Linked DNA regions of Drosophila melanogaster: region 1 is linked to region 2. Evidence: chromatin contacts called from public Hi-C data. All regions are on one chromosome and are shown on one strand. The core of a region is the stretch at or near the end of the contact, and the rest is flanking DNA. Distances in the headings are between cores, read along the strand shown. Region 1 holds the start of Meltrin (meltrin,). Region 2 holds the start of BigH1 (Histone H1 variant BigH1).

The links. A called contact is a pair of places that touch in the nucleus more often than the background predicts.
Region 1: a Hi-C map of the Kc167 cell line shows a contact between it and region 2, with 1.6 times the contacts expected there. A contact is called at or near these places in 74 of 107 Hi-C or Micro-C datasets (the Clone 8 cell line, the D17-c3 cell line, the Kc167 cell line and 26 more) and 4 of 7 datasets of targeted methods (the Kc167 cell line and the S2 cell line).

What each region holds. Positions count from the first base shown.
Region 1 is chr3R:14,695,992-14,698,691 of dm6, forward strand. It overlaps Meltrin (meltrin,), which reads right to left and starts at 1,301. Exons shown (of 8, transcript NM_001032403.2): 1 at 494-1,301. The coding sequence starts at 614. kibra (kibra,) reads right to left here. Exons shown (of 9, transcript NM_001300400.1): 9 at 1,698-2,700.
Region 2 is chr3R:14,662,105-14,664,804 of dm6, forward strand. It overlaps BigH1 (Histone H1 variant BigH1), which reads left to right and starts at 1,346. Exons shown (of 2, transcript NM_142126.2): 1 at 1,346-2,182; 2 at 2,277-2,700. The coding sequence starts at 1,487. The coding sequence ends at 2,642. It overlaps Rad17, which reads right to left and starts at 1,093. Exons shown (of 4, transcript NM_142125.4): 1 at 1,031-1,093; 2 at 299-975; 3 at 1-212. The coding sequence starts at 1,045.

The sequences.
Region 1 (2,700 bases), core at 51-2,550, 34 kb after region 2:
GAAACTCAAACTAGTTATTGATAAGACATCAGTTTAACTAAGAAATAGTTTTAGAATTGACAAAATGGTACTTTATTATTCTGTCACTCAAAATATGCATAATTAAGTTATTTTCCAGACACATCTGTTCACATATTGCAGTTGTGATACCCTAAAAATCACTTCTTTCCTCAACCATCTGCCATTATTAATGAAATATGAAATGAATATTAATATGAATATGAAATATATATTAAATAAATAAGGATATAGTCACCATTTTTATTTGGTAATATTTATAATTAAATTTCTATAGTTAATAAATATAAATAGCAAACTAACATTTTTGTATGTTTTCATGAATTGCGATATTGGTAACCATGGTAACCAAAAAAGTTGAAATTAGCAAAGAAGATTCTTTGTTGTTTAAATCCACCTGTAGGCTAGTGGAAACCAACAGGGGAGGATGCATTTGAATTTCCCCCGGACTTAAGCGACTTTTCAGGGAACTCACCTTTTGACTTTTCTCCTTCCGACTGATGGAACGCCGTCGCTTCCGCCGGCTGCAGAATGTGTTGTTGCAAGCATGTGTTGAGCAGCAGCAGCGGTAGCAAAAACAAATGCAAGTGCAACATTTTCAGATCGTTGCTATATAGCCTATGTTGTTGTTGTCGTCTCTGTTGATGTTTTTGTCGATGCAGCGAGATATTTGCTTTTTTGCTGGCGATAGTGAAGTTTGTTGTTGTTGCCGCGGGGCCAATGTGGTGACATCACATTTCCTGCAGCATCTTTTGATTTTGGGTTTTGTGCGGAGGGGTGTTATTGCCAGCAGGATGGGGATTTCTTAAAACTCTCTTGCACCATTCGCAAAATATAAATAATGCTGCTATTAAGAAACAACAACAATATCACGCGCGCAAATGGAGAACAAAAACAAACACAAGCAGATTTTGCAGCTACTAATCTAACGGCTTTTGTGTTCTGTTTTGCTATCTGCTGCTGGCTCTCTCTCTCTTGCTCTTCGAGCCCCTCTCGCTCTATCTCACTCTCTTCTTATTCCTATTGGAATTTTCTAATCTGCGAGGCGTTACTCTTGCAATTCGCAAGACATCTTTTAATTTATCATAATAGCATTTATTCGGGGCTGGGCACTATCAAATCGGTGCCAGTTTTGCATTTATTTTCGGGGGCTTTAATTCAATTTACTCTTGACACAATCGCTTCACACACACACTCAGAAATGCACAAGCACACACGAACGCGAAAAAGTCAGAGCAGCAAGCGAACGCGACATCACCGTTCGGTGGCCGAAGTTGTTTTGAATCGAGTTTCTACATATGTGTGGCTATACGTGTTTTCAGTGTGACCAGACGTATCGTTATGCGAAATGCCAAAAATACATCGGTTACAAGATTGGTGTGTCCGCTAAGTAAGGTTTTTGTCTTTGCTAATTCAAACAATCGATAACTTCCGATACCACTAGAGATGGGCAATATGCTCTACGACTTATCGCTATCGACTTTTGGCGCGAAGTTTAAATTTTAAATATTTTATTACACATATAGTAATAGTAATATTTATTAAAAATATACCACAAATTTTCCATGTTACTTATAATAGAACAGAAATTCGTTTAAAAATGTATGTTTTCTTAAGATTGTGTTGCTTTTCATCACCGACCCAACTAACCAACTTTACGGCAAAGTAAAATACATTCACTTTAGTTATGTCAGTTTTTTTTATGTTTATTGCACAATTACAATATACAGGTTCACTTTCATATAATTTATTACAACTAAAATTACTATGGTATTGAAAAAATATGTGTGGCGACTCTCATTCTACTCATACTACTACTTGCTACATTTTGGGGTGGGAAGAGGCTGGGTCTGGTTAGTGAAAACATAAACAACAGCAAAAGTTTGCAATGAGCCGAAAACACACACGTGTAAAACCTAAACTAAACTAGAGCTGTGGGTAATTTCATTTCATTTCATTTCATACAAACTCAGTGCACCACGGCACAGTTTCAAAGTCAACAGTTTTAACAGGTCCGCTTGGGAAAGCATAACAAGGTTTAATTTTATATTTTCTCTCACTTTTATGCGCCTTTCAATGGTGGCATTGTCGGGGGTTAAGGGCGCTCTTATAGTTAACATAGTGACGATTATCTAATATGGTACATTCACTTTTTTTTGTGTGGTTTGTTTTTTTTTTTGCATAGGATTTTTTTATAAAAAAAATTACAGTATAAGAATTCGTTTTAAGCTTAACAAAAACGCAAGCTAACTAACCTAAACGACTGGATTCGAGCGCGACGTCGATCGATCCATCAGTATAATAAATATTTTACGTTCTCCTCACGTTTTGTGTATATGTGGCTTGGGTTAACTATCCTAACTAGCTGCGTATAAAAATATTCATAAACATTCGTATAATTTTTGCTCAAGTCTTAAGAATACAGTTGGTTTCAATATGAATTTGAAGGCATTGAACGCACAATGTGCGCGTTATTGTGTTGATATTCCTTGTTTCTTGGTTTTTTTTTTTTTTTGTTTTGGGCGGGGCAAATTGTTTGGGGCGGGTTGGTTGGTGGTTTTTATCTCTTAATTGCTTTCATATGGTCATCAGTGGGGGTCAATTTGTACAACTGACTTTGGGTGCAGTTAGGGCTAGGCTGCTTAGCTGCTTGGCTAATCTAATTACAATAATGGGCTTAGG
Region 2 (2,700 bases), core at 96-2,595:
TGTAAGTAGCTTTATTCTGCTGCATTACGGAGCAGAAGGTTTTCATTGACTTTTGCATGATTGTAGATGCAATAGCATTGAAACTGATGTGCTCGATGCGATGTTTGGCCTTCAGTTGGTCTGGAAAGAGGCGGTAGCTGATATTCAATCCTCGAGATTTGGCATCGGCAACGATGAACACCAGGGGAGATTTGCCATACGCCGTGTACTCTCTGAAATGGAAGGAAATGAGGGTTTATTAAATTATGTTGAATCTTATAGTTGGTGTTCAATTCCATAGTCCACCGGTTTTACCTACTCTAGTAACTCTTCAAAGTTGACCTCCTTATCGCTGAGCAGGACGTTGGGAAAGTCCTCGACAAGAAGCAGTCTCTTATTTTGCGAGTCCAGCAAGGATTTGTATCGCGAGGCACGGAGCAGAAAGCTTTTAAAGGCCTCCAGATGGGAGCCCACATAGGAGGCGCCAGTCGTTTGATCACCCAAGGTGTTGACCACCTCACAATCGATAGGATTGATCCACTCCTGCAGCTGGTAGCCGAACTCCTTGGCCAGGACTCGCAACGTGGTGGTTTTGCCAGCACCAGTGGGCCCGGTAAGTAGACACATTTGAGCCGGGAACTTCTTGCGCACCGCTTCGCAGTGACGCAGCCAATCGCGTAGTTCTCCGACCTTCTTTGGATGCACCGCCAAATCGTCGCTGGTGGCTGGCTCAAAGCTTTCCATCCAGTTTTCTTTGACTTCTGGCGGTGGCACAGTGATGTCCGCATCCTGGTCATCATCCATGGCAGTAAGATCGACTGAGTCCACGTCCGGAATCTGTATTGGCTTTGTATTTATGCTTGGAGTTCTCGACCTCGATACTCTGGAGCTGCTCACATTGCTTGCACTTCTTGTGCGCTTCGCAGGCGTGGATTCCGAAGGAGCAGGACTGGTGGTCAAGTTCATCTCGCTGAAGGCACATCTTACCCAAGTTTTCTAAGCATTAGTTCTTTAGTATTCAGTTTAAAAACATAAATTTCAAATTGTTTACCTTCCGTACGCTCATTTTTAGAATTAACTCCTCTTCTTCTTTAGCAGTGTTACCATATGGAATAACACTGCTAATTCAATAAATAATCGATAAGTTTCACAAAAAATCGCGTTATTTAAACTGAACTATTTGCTATTGTATTACTTAATATATTATTTATTTAATAAATATGATACATATTTATTGTTTTATTTATCAAATTTCTGGTTAAAAACGCTTCAAACATTTCAATAATGTATACTTATAATTATCTGAATAATAAACGGTACTTACAAAATCGACTTAAAAAGCTTTGCGATATAACTTTTGATCCCGTTTTCTGTGCATTAACAGTCATTGCAAAGTATCATTGTTACTGCGAGTTTTCGATTACCGTTTTGTTAACCTTTTTTCGTGTCTTAAAAGTTGTTGAGTTGTATTTCTAATTTTTGTTCAATTTAATTTCCAACTAATAACATGAAACTAAAGCCGGTTGAACGCAATGATGGCTCGGATGATGAGAGCGAGGAGGAAATGCCAAATGATCATCCCGAATCCGAAGACTCCAATATGGGCGAAGAAGAGGAGCTCCCGGAGGAAGATGAGGAGGAGATGGAGGAGGATGAGGAGGAGGATCGGCAGGACGGTGACGAGGTCGAGACAGATAATCTCGGAGCTGATCGCAATCCCTATCCCACTCCGCCGCCTGATGATGGGTCGAAACTGGTGCCCCCCGATTCTGACAACCCCAAGTCGATGGTCCCAAAACCAAAGGGTACGCTCATATCCCTAGCTCTTATGGCCATCGGGAAGTTGGCGAGCCGATCGGGCTCATCGGTTCAGGCCATAATGACATACCTAAAGGACAATGGTCAGGAGTGGAAGGATCCGAAGAAAACCGCCCGCCTCCTCCATCGAGCTTTAAAATTGGCCGAAGCCAACGGCGAAGTGGTGATGGTTAAGCGATCCTTTAAACTCACCGATAAGCAGAAGAACTCCTCAAAGGCTGTGGAGAAAATGAAGGCAAAGAAACAGAAGGAGAAGGAAAAGAAAGCCAAAGTTGAGAAAGTTTTAAAGGAGAAGATTCAAAAGAAAGAGGCCAAGGCGAAGATGAAGGAAAAGAAGGCCTCCAAGGAAAAATCCAGTAAACCAACCGAGCGGAAAACAAAACAAGTACGTGGTTTATTCTAATCTAACAATTCAATAGATTTTTTAAGAATTAGCTTCCTTGATAAATTGATAATAATAAACCGCTATTTACACAAAGGCTGTAAAAAAGAAGAAGCCCGAGGATGGAACCAAGGATAATCCGCCAGCATCTAAAGCAGCTTCATCCGCTGCCGCGCAGGCCATGCTGGAAACATCCCAGACAGCGATTCCTGAAGCGGGAAAGAAGCCGGCCAAAACCAAAGTCAAGCTACAAGCGGATTCATCCGAGGCGGGAAAGACTAAAAAGTCGCGAAAGTCCATTGGAACTCTGGCTCAGCCCAAGGCAGCCAGGCCGAAAGTCAAGGCGGTCAAGAAACTGGTGGCTGGAAAGGGAGCCTCCACACCGGATCTTTCCATAATGGAGGCCCAGGCCACGTCGACTCCTCAAGGAGCTACCAAGGCGAAGCGCAAGCGCAAAGTCTAGTTATGATTTATATGTTTTTTTTTCAGTACATGTGAAACTTTGTTTAAATAAAATTGAT